Regions from separate parts of the Sus scrofa genome. Here region 1 is linked to region 2. Evidence: chromatin contacts called from public HiChIP or PLAC-seq data. All regions are on one chromosome and are shown on one strand. Each heading gives the region's core, a stretch centred on a gene start, on an enhancer-like site or on the middle of the called end of the contact. The rest is flanking DNA. Distances are from core to core; before and after follow the strand shown. Region 1 holds the start of LOC100627422. Region 2 holds the start of TM9SF3 (transmembrane 9 superfamily member 3).

Region 1 (5,418 bases), core at 2,202-4,701, 270 kb after region 2:
ACCCCATTCTTGTTTTACACATGAGGAACGTGATAACCAGAAAAGTATGTTAAAACTGCATAGCTACTCATGGATAGAATCAGAATAGAGACAAGCTGTCTTCAGATTCTATTCTTTTAACCATTGTGTTATATTGCCTGACTCTCCCCAGAGTGGGAAAGAACTTGCAGCTCAGGCCCTATTCCAGGGTAGCCAAAGCATTAGAGGTCTAAGAAAATATGCCTTAGATATTTATGTGTCCTCACCTGCTTAGGACACTGCCTGACATATAATAGCTCAAAATGTTTGTCAAACTAATCACCTGTGTAACAGAACATCAATTCTTAATACAGAATGAATATATCCTCTGCATTCAGAGTCCTGTTTCTACTTTCAGTACACTTCAGATTATTTTGGAGTCAGAGACTTCTTAATTAGAATTCTGGTTCTGCAATTTGGTAGCTTTGTGACCTTGTACAAAGGCATTTAACCCCTCTAAATCTCCAATCTCTAATCTGGAAAATGTAAAAAGTAGGTAGAAAATAATACCTACTTTATGGCATTTTTATTCCCACAGAATAAACTTGCAATGCTAAACATACAGTAGTTACTTAATAAATATTATTACGCGTCCCCTTATCCTTTTTTCCAAATAGACCTTGTAAGAGGTCAGCTATCTGTTGGTTCCCAATTTAAAATCAGTGAACACTAATTAAAATTCAAAGTAGAATACAGATTGAATTGGGAATTGGGAAACCTATCTTCTGGCTTTTGTTGCCCTCCTTCTACCTAGCACCTACATAACCTTGCTCAAGTCACCTGTTAGGGCTTCCAATTCCCTACCTTAAATTAGAGAACAGGAGTTCCCATTGTGGCTCAGCAGGTTGAGAATCCAACTAGTATCCATGAGGATGTGGGTTCGATCCCTGGCTTTGCTCAGTGGGTTAAAGGATCCAGTGTTGCCATGAGCTGCAGTGTAGTTCACAAATGCAGCTCGGATCTGGTGTTGCTGTAGCTGTGGTATATAGGCTGGCGGCTGTAGCTCCAATTCGACCCCTAGCCTGAGAACTTCCATATGCCATGGTTGTGGCCCTAAAAAGACCAAATAAATAAATAAAATAAAATATGGTACAAGTAAACCTATCTACACAACAGAAACAGACTCACAGTCATAGAGAACAGACTTGTGGTTACCAAAGGAGAAAGGTGGAAGGGATAAATTAGGAGTTTGGGATTAACATACATACACCATTATATATAAAATAGATAAACAACAAAGACCTACCAAATGGCACAGGGAACTATATTCAACATCTTTAAAAAAGAAAAAAAATTAGAGAATATATATCTCATGTTAAAGTTGATCTTTGAAGTCACTAGGATCCTCTTAATCTATATGTCTGAGACTCTTAAAGAGATTGTTTTGAGGAAATAATACCCTTGGTTTTGATGATTTTTAAAATTTTTATTTATTATTATAATTATTATTTGCTTTTTAGGCTGCCTTCACAGCATATGGAGATTCCCAGGCTAGGGGTCAAATAGGAGCTATAGCTGCCGGCCTACGCCACAGCCACAGCAATGCCGGATCCTTAACCCAATGAGTGAGGCCAGGGATCGAATCTGCTACCTCGTGGTTCCTAGTAGGATTTGTTTCTGCTGCGCCACATCGGGAACTCCGGTTTGATGATTTTTTTTAAACAACTTAGGTGGGATAATTGGAAAATACACTCATTGTTAACTCATTTTAGAGCTGTATGTTGTTCATTTATTTCAAACTTTATGAAACATACTTCCAAAAACCATAGACTTGGTTAAAAGCTACAAAAGACTCAAACGCACCACCTAGCGGTGAAGAAAGTTTCAGGTTGGCGACATCTCGCCATCCTACGTGCAGGATGGCTGTCCACAGCAATCTTTTATCTTGTTTTTGTTCTATCCCCTCACCACTCAGGATAGTTTCATGTACAAAGAAATTCAATACTTCCTGACTTAATAGCTTGTTCATGTTTATTTGACATACTCTTAACCAATGAAATATTGTGGACTTCTGAGAATGGAAACATGACTGCTTTTAAGATTTAGGGGGCTAAAGGTGCCTTTCTATCCATACCTCTCAAATCCCTCCTACCCAAGAGACCCACCCAATCCATCTCCTTATGGATGGACAGGCGATTCCACAAGTACCTGGTTCAGAGAACCAAGGCCACAGCCTTTGAAAGGACAAAAATCAATACACCAATGGGATCCTTGATGTCAACCATGTCTAATGACTTTGTATTACCTACTATAGTAATTAAAATTAAGCCTTCAAATTTAAATTTAAATATCTAAAAGCAGGAATACACCATCCTTAATTTTAAACCCCAAAGGTGGGGAAGAGATCAGAATCCTAGGGTACTGGGCCTACTGGTGAAGAGGGATCTATACCGGTTTTTCTTTTGGTTTTGCATTCTGCCCCCGCTCCCACCCCATCTCAACCAAACCCGCTGCATTTTCTCTCTCTTTTAGTTTCACCTTTTCCCTCTCTTTTCTCTTTTTCTCCCAAATAAGTCAAATAATTAAGATCAGGATCATGTTTAAACGGAACAGTTAGTGCCCTGCGCAGGGTGATTTGATAATTCCAGGTTTTCAACTGAAAAATCCCCTTTGTCATCGGAAATATTTCTCTTCGAGTCCTTTCCTGAAATATTAAGCCACTTTGCAACACTCTGCTTTAATTATCATTAATTAAGTACTTCTTTGAAATATCATTCGCACTTTAGCACAATTTTCTTAAACCCCTTTCCACACACACAGGAGGGGTTCTAAATATGCCGACTTTAGAATTTTGCCTTGCTAGTAGAAATCTAGTTTTTCACATTTAAAACGTTTGATTTTTTTTTTTTTTTTAAACTGGGTTCCCGAATGCCGACTGCCTTTCAGTGACTTAATAAAATGTATCTTTCTCACCTTGAAAAACTTTAGGGCTCAGTGCTTCTACTGGCATCCAGGCATTTATTCTTATTCTGCTTCTTAAACAGGCTCCTGGGAGGAGCAGTTTCGACCCAGAAGTTCAGAGAAGCAGTTACCACAGAACTTGCAACAGTTGGTATCGGGCGAAAGGCAGGCTGGAAGTGATAAATGAGGCTGGTTTAAGAAACAAAAAGCCCCGGGAAGGGAAAGAAGGGACCGCCGTGGCCTTGGGGGACAGCGCGGCGGCGGCGCCGGGCCGGCGGGGCCAAGCTCCTGCCGTGGGAAGGCTCCTTCCTGGGCGACCAGAGGCGGCGGCCGCGGCTCAGCACCGCGGGGACCGCAAGCTAAGCGAGGAGCGCCGCGCCGTGTGTGGGGCAGGCGCGCGCCCAGGATGCCCCCCGGGCCACGCCGGGGCCAAGCGAGGTGAGGCCGGCTCTGCCCCCGCACCGCCCCCGGCGGGAGGCGCGTCGCCCAGGCCGCGGGTGCGTGCGCGGCCCCGGGCGACGCGGCTGGGCGTGCGCGGGGCCGCGGCGGAGGCAGGGCCGGGCGGGCGGCAGAAGATGGCGAGGGTGTGTAGGCGGCAGCAATGCTCCGTTGAGAGACGCGGCTTTCGGCAAGAACTGGACTCGTGGCGCCACAAGCTCATTCACTGTGTAGGTGAGACTCTTCCCCAGCCGCTTCCGGACCTCGGGCTGCCCCGCCGCCGGCCGCCCCGGACGAGGGAGGGAGCCGGGACAGCAATTGCCGCTCCGGCCCGCCCGCCCTCTTTGGCTTGGGCGTCCCCCTCCCCCACCCCCCGGAGCGCGGGCGCGCGCGACCTCCGGGCGGGCTTTCCCCACTCGGGCCCGAGCGCGCGCGCCGGCCCCTCCTCTTTGCGCGCCCTCCCCGGGGAGGGCTCTTGGGCGGGAGCGCGTGCCCCTCCCCTCCCCTCCCTCTCTCTGCCCTCCCTCCCTGCCCGGCGGCCCGGCGCCGCCGCTGGCTTTTTGTGGAGACTCGTCCCGCAGCGTTGCCGCTTGACGGGGGACGCCGCTGCCAGTCCCGTGGTGCCCGGGGCGGGGGCGCGTGCTGGGCCGCAGCTTGGTCCCCTCCTCCGCTGCGGCCGGCGCCTTCCGCGTCCCGCGCTGCCCCTCCCCCCACGCACGGCGGCAGCGCGCGCCCCTCGCCTCGCGTGCACGGGCGGCGGGCGCTCGGGCGTGTGCGAGGCGTGAGGTGGAGATGGGGGCGGAGGGAGCCGGAGCTGTCACAGGCCCCGGGTCCGCCTGACCGAGCCAAGTGGGGTGTCATGGCCGCGGGGGGCAGCGGCTGCACTTCCTCTGCGGGCGGCGGCGGCGGCAGCGGCCGGGGAGTTAATCCTCGACGCTCGGGTCGGTGTGTGTGTATTTGTGTTCAGTGTGTGCACGGCGGGAGGAAGGGGGGGGTGGGACCGGTCCGACCGGGAAGCCGGAGCTGGGGTCGCTCTTGTGCTCTTCTGGGGGATTTTCCGGAGCCGTCGCCGCACGAAGAGCCTCGTCCGCCCCGCCCCCCCCCCTCGCCTCCCGGACCTCGGGGCGCCTCGAGTGGCTTTTTCCCCCGCGGGCAGGAGGGAGTGTGGACCGGGGCGCTCCGGGAGGGGCCGGGCGGCCGAGCAGCGCCTCTCACACTATGTGTTTTGTCTGTTTTTCTCTCCCAAGGTCCCGTTTCCCTCTGTGCGGCGGCCGGCGGGACCATAAGGGCTTAACTCATATATTTAACCCCCCTCCAAAAAGTAAGTGGCCCGTTTGGTGTCTCCGCTCCGCCCGCCGCCCCCTAGCCCCAGTCCGTCCTGTGTCTGACTCTCCTGTTCTCCAGCATTGTTATTTCCCCATCTTTGCTTCGGTGCTGCTGATGTGTGGGGAAATGCTCGCTCGTCGTCCTCCGTCTCCCACGCCCAGTCCTCGGGGAGGTCCAGAATTCCCACCCCCCACCCCACCGTGGGGAATAATCTTGGTCTTACCAACAGAATCTAGGAGATTCTATCCGTTCGCTTGGGCCCCTCATCCCCTCCTTCCCGACAGGGTTTCGTTGGAAGGAATTATGCAAATCCTGCTTTCTGGTGTCCATTCAGCGGCAATTTCATGCGGTGAGAAGTTCTCTTTGTTGTGCGAGGGGGAGAACAGACACTGATTTAATAGACATATCTGTTGGGGGGAAGGGTGGAGGGGGTGTGGAGAAGCTCACTTTGGAAGAATTACAGCACTTGGTTGGCTCAGTGTCTTTGTGTTTGAGCTTTCTGGCTTGACAGGAGGGTATGCCCTTTCCAGTGTCCCACAAGGGATGTTTTCTGTAATAGGTTAAAAAACAAAACTGAAACTTTAAACAAGTGAAAAATAAGGTAACCTTTAGTTTGAGAATGTAAGCCTTTCCATTTCTGCGGGGTCTTCATTATGAAAATGTCTGAATTTTGTTAAGAATTGGATTGTAATTATCAAAATTAATATAGGCAACAATGCTTTAAGGTATCTGATA
Region 2 (5,605 bases), core at 1,083-3,582:
GTCCCCACAGAAAGTAAACTAAAGAGCAACTTTAACTTCTGAAGATGGTTCTCTAATTAATAATCCAGTTCCATGAGTATTTATCAAACACTCAGCAACCTTCCCTCAGCAATTTTTCCCTGCCTTCAGTATCACTGTTTCTTCTTGGTGGAAAAAAAACTCACTTGACTATAGCCATTGCACTATTATCATCTGCTTGAGGTGAATCCTCGTTTTCAAGAAGCTTAAGTAAAATATTTTGGCTAATAGCCAAAAAATATATGCATGCCATTTAAAATTTTTTAGTTATATCTTAACGCTATTCTTCCTATTTTTTAAAATAGGTGTTAATAACAGTAACCAAGTGAGAGCAATTCAAATGTAAACATGAACAAAATAAAACGGATTCTAAATTTTTTTTTGTCCAGCAGTTTCATCCTATAGACCATATGCCTCAAAAACCTTTTATCAAATCGTTTATATTCAATTTCTGGCTTTAGACATTTAAATGTTCCTGGCAACAAAATTTCAATGAAATTGGTGTTTATAATTTAAATCTGTAAATTAATCTAAGACCTTTTTATTCACCTCCAATTTGTGAAATTTTAATTGTGTACTTTTCCCTATTTATAACCGTTTATATAAAACACATGATAAAAAAGTAAAACACAACTCTTCAGCTTATATGACTGTATGGTGGAACCATACTGTCTCTCAAGACAGTACTGAGTTTTACCGGGTAACTTTCCCTGAGTGTTCAAAAATTTGGAAAAATATTAGGAATCACTGATTAAAAGGATGCTCATCGGAAATGAACACTTCTTAAAATCTGAGACAAGTTACCCGAAGGAAGAAACAATAGGAAAGTATTTTTAAACTGTTTAACCTGTGAACAAAATTATCTTCAGGTGAAAAGTCACAAATACAGCACGAAAACATGTCACCGACTCGGGATTGTGCTCCTTTAAAAAACGTACAGGTGCGAAGTTTCTGGCTGTGATTGAAGGTCACAACAGCCAAACGTTTAGAACTTTTATTAGCTAAAATATGAGCTTCGCTAACCTAGGAACTAGAGAAGTCTGATTGTTTCATTTCCTCACTTGTCAGGAATGACAGAAGACTTTCAGATTTAGTACTACACAACCTCTTATGCAAAATAATATCATTAATGAGTTAAGGTCTAAAACACACAACTACTCACAAGCAATCTCTAAGTTACACGATTTTACTGCCCTGCTCGGCGCTACCATTCAGATAACCACTGAGTTACATCCCTAAGTGAAAGGCACTAGAAGAGTCATTAACATCTAAGCGTTGACGTGGAAAATGCCAATTAAATAAACAGCCAAGCAATTTTAGGCCAAATGCAAAACGGGCTGCTCCTAGCCAGACCAGAACACCGGGAAACTCAAGACCCCGTCACTCAGAAGCCGCCTGATTAGAGACCACTGGGATGGGAGCCTGGCCTAGGGGCCAGAAGAGGGTGAAGAAAAAGTCACAAGAAAAGGCCTCGCAGGCGGGTACGTGTGGTTGAGTGCCTGTACGCGTGTAGTGTTCTTCACCCCAAGTTTATCAAGGCTGATCCCACGCCAAGGTTTTAATCCGGCTTGGGGAGGAAGGGAAAATAAAGGCGGTGAGGACCATAAAGTGGATATTTCCTGGTTAGTGTATGACGGGTAATACGTGGTGCATCCATCTTCCGCCGCGTCGTAGCCCCCAGCAGCCCGAGCGCAGCTCCACCAGCCCCGAGCCTGGCTGCCTGCGGCCCGGTGAGCACCGACCCTCAGACCCCGCATCTTTCCCGGCTCCCAGGAACCTCAGACACAGGGGTGCGGCGCCATTTAGGTCCGGGTCGGGGAAGGAGGCCCAGGCGCTCAGGGAGCAGAGTCCCGTCCCGGGAGCTCACGGAAATGCCTCCTCCCAGCTCCCGGGGTTCCTGCTCCGCCAGGCCCAACCGGAAGGCGCCCCCGGGAGGCCTCGGGGCTCGGCCCGGCCGCCGGGGACTCCAGGCCGCGCCGAGCCTGCCGGGGCGGCGGTGCAGGCGGAGGCTGCCGCGCCGGCCGGGGGCGCTTCTCACCGTGTGCTCGTGCTCGTCCGCCCGGGCCCTGGGCAGCAGCAGCAGCAACAGCGCGGCGGCCGCCGCCACGCCGGGAGCGCCCGGCAGCGGCCTCATCCTCCGCACTCCCACCGGCCCGGCGCCGGCCCACCGACTCCTCCTCCGCCGCCGCCGCCGCCGCCGCCTCCGCCGCGGCCGATTCGCATCCACGGGGCGCGGACAGACACACGGGGCCCGGGCCCAGCCGCTGGCTCCTCCGCGCCGCCGCCGTCACCGCCCGCTCCGGAGCCTCCCCCGCCCCCTGGCGCCTCCCTGCCTCTTCCTCTGACTCAGCCACGTCATCCCGCCACCCCGGCACACGCCGGAAGTGCCTCGCGACGCCGGGCTGCAACCGCCGCCGGCCGCCCCGCCCGGGAGGCGTGAGCCTTCGGTCGCCGAGGGCCGCGTGAGGGTCCGAGTGAAGGTCCGAGTGGCTCGCCCGCCCGTTCCCCCCCATCCTCCGGCTCGGTAGCCGCGACGCGCACTCTCGCCCTGGCCTGGCCCCGTTAGCGGGGGCCTGGCCCGTCTCGTAGAGCCGAAGCCGCTTCCTTCGGAGTTGGGCGACCTCGGTCAAAACGCTTAACTCTTCCTGTCCTCGTTTTTCCTCGGCCGCGAAGTGGGGTAATGGGCCGATCTACTGCCTCTCGCTTCGGCGTCAGATCACATAACCCTTACAGGCGCTCGGCTCCCGCTGAGAATGGATCACCAGCTCTGTAATCATCAGGAAGGGAGTTGTTTTGTCTTTCTGCTTTTTCCAGGGCCGCTCCCGCGGCATATGGAGGTTCCCAGGCTAGGGGTCTAATCAGAGCTGTGGCCGCCGGCCTACGCCAGAGCCACAGCAACGCGGGATCCGAGCCGTGTCTGCAACCTACCCCACAGCTCACAGCCGGATCCAAGGCCGGAGCAAGACCAGGGATCGAACCCTCAACCTCATGGTTCCTAGTTGGATTCGTTAACCACTGCGCCACGACGGGAACTCCAAGAAGGGAGATTTTTAAACTGGTATCAGGTTGGAGAGTGTCTTAAAGTCATCGAATATTTATTGAACCCCTACTATTAGGTTTTGAAATTCTTGTTGATTTATTTGTTTATTGTTTTTGGGTTTCCCCTCCATAAATAGAAATACCTCCTAGAACTAAGCATCTCTCCTAAGAAGAGATCCTGTTCACTGTGCCTAGAACAGTGCCAAGCCCATAGTGGGAACTCAAAAGCTATCTGTCAAATAAATACTTGAATATGGCACCACCATATACACAGTTCTGTAAGCCAAAAATCTGAAACTTGTAGTCAGATTGTCTCTATCTCTCAGCCATCAGCAGTCAACAAGTTCTAGCATTTGTTATGTTAGAAATGTCTCAAGAATGTATTTTTCCTCTCACTCCTCTGCCAATAACAGCCGATCTTCTACTCCTCACTTATGTGTTGGAGCAGACGCCTAACAGAATCCCTGCCACCAAACTTCCTTCCCTGTTTATCCTCCTCACAGGTGCCAGAGTGATCTTTCTAAAAAGAAACCTGATTATATCACTCTCTTATTTAAAACACTCCTTGAATATTGTTTAAAGACACCCAAGGAATCACATTCACATCTAAGATTTTCCTTCGCCGGGCACTATTCTTTTTTTTTTTTTTTTTTTTAAGGGCTGCACCAGCATCAAGAAGCTAGGGATCAAATCCACCACTGGCATACACCACAGCCACACCAGATCCTCACACGGCTTCGACCTACACCGTAGCTCAAGGCAATGCAGGATCCTTAACCCGGTGAGCGAGGCCAGGGATGGAACCCCCATCCTCATGGATACTAGTCAGGTTTGAACCACAAAGGGAATCCTGGCCCAGGAACTGAGCACTTTATATGTATTGACTCAATCCTTAATACAACAGGCACCATGAGTATGTTCATTTCACAGATATGATAACTGAAGCACAGAGGGATTAAGGGGTTACTGAAGGATCTGGTCCAAGCATCTGGTTCCAGAATCAGTCTTTCTTTCTACTAACGGGCTACCATCCATTCAGTCATTTTAAGAAATAAAATAGACTTGTACCTACTGGTATGGAATGGTAGCCAAGATACAATTTTAAGTGAAAAAAAAAAACTGGAAAATATAGAGTATAATTCCATTTTCAGTGACATTAGTTTCCCATAGAAAACAAGCCAAAAGATTAGGATTCAAATCATTAATAGCAAATATTTGGACTTTTTTTTTTTTAACAATGAAAATGTGCTACATGTGTAATCAGAAAAAAAAAAGTTCCTTGCTACTTTGCAGTTAGCATGCAGCTGCAAAATCAGATCCCAGTTTATCTCCTCAACTTCACTTCTCACCTCTATGCTCAGGCTACATCCCTATGTCTCCACTGGGTTCTTTTATGCCTCTGTGCCTTTTTTTTTTTTTTTTTTTTTTTTTTGTCTTTTAGGGCTGCACTCTCAGCATATAGAGGTTCCCAGGCTGGCGGTTGAATCAGAGCTGTAGCCGCTGGTCTATGACAGCCCAGCAATGCCAGATCTGAGCCGCGTCTGCGACCTCCACCACAGCTAATGGCAACGCTGGATCCTTAACCCACTGAGCAAGGCCAGGGATGGAACCTGTGGCTTCATGGATACTAGTCAGATTCGTTTCCAATGAGCCACGATGGGAACTCCCATGTGCCTGTTCTTGATGTTCTCTTTGTCCGGAATGGAAATGAATGGACAATCTTTATTTACTTGTTTTCCAGGCCTAAATGAATTGCAATTTCTTCAGTGAAACCTTTCATGACACCCTTAGGAAGCTGAACATCCCTTCTTCAGGATTCCAGTTGCATTTATGCCGTAATTACCGTAGTCCCATTTCCTCTTCTGTACTACATTCTGAACTTTTTTGATGGCAAGCCCTATCATTTGTGTATATGTGTCCCAGATGCTGGGATATTGCTTGTCACATCATAGACGTTCGATAACTATTTGCTGAATTAAGACATTCATAAGTGAAAAGTCAAATAGCATAGAAGGATTTAAAGAACACTTTCTGGATAGTCTCAAAGACATCATGAGGCAGTCCATAATTAATTGCTGAATGAATCATACACCAGTAAGTGCAAGAGAAATCAGAGGAGGCGCATCTCATACATCTTTGTATATTCCCCAGAGCCCTAGCAAACTGACTTGCTCATAGTGGAAGCTCAGTAAATGCTCTGTGAATGAACAATCACAGTTTTTGAATCAAGTGATGATGGGCAATTGAAGAACAAGCAGTGTAAGTGCTGAATTAAGATGGATGGAGTAGTTTTTTGCTTAGACATCCAACACCAGCCTCCACAGATTTGAGGCAGTAAGCATTTGCTAGGTGATATCAGGAGCACTAGGTTGGCGATTGCTTGGAGGTGGGGAGGACATAAGAAAAAGTGTAAAGTATTCGTTTGAGGAGTGTAGACTTAAAACAAGAAAACTTTATACACAAGACAGAGAACAGGCATAACTGTACAAAAAAGGAGCTACCAACTGTGCAAAATGTTTGACAGCAATAAGAGCCATGCGCAAGAAGA

The links. HiChIP or PLAC-seq counts read pairs in DNA pulled down with a chosen protein or histone mark.
Region 1: a contact with region 2 is called in an H3K27ac HiChIP or PLAC-seq map of alveolar macrophages. The contact joins the promoter of LOC100627422 here to the promoter of TM9SF3 in region 2. A contact is called at or near these places in 1 of 5 promoter capture datasets (fetal skeletal muscle), 1 of 47 Hi-C or Micro-C datasets (embryonic fibroblasts) and 2 of 2 datasets of contacts at active chromatin or transcription factors (alveolar macrophages and skeletal muscle).

What each region holds. Positions count from the first base shown.
Region 1 is chr14:108,300,559-108,305,976 of Sscrofa11.1, forward strand. LOC100627422 reads left to right here and starts at 3,452. Exons shown (of 8, transcript XM_021074303.1): 1 at 3,452-3,587; 2 at 4,605-4,678. It also overlaps a transcript of PIK3AP1 not described here.
Region 2 is chr14:108,031,117-108,036,721 of Sscrofa11.1, forward strand. TM9SF3 (transmembrane 9 superfamily member 3) reads right to left here and starts at 2,333. Exons shown (of 15, transcript XM_005671366.2): 1 at 2,057-2,333. The coding sequence starts at 2,152. LOC102162978 (a long non-coding RNA gene) reads left to right here and starts at 2,410. Exons shown (of 3, transcript XR_307750.3): 1 at 2,410-2,695; 2 at 3,716-3,838; 3 at 4,799-5,605.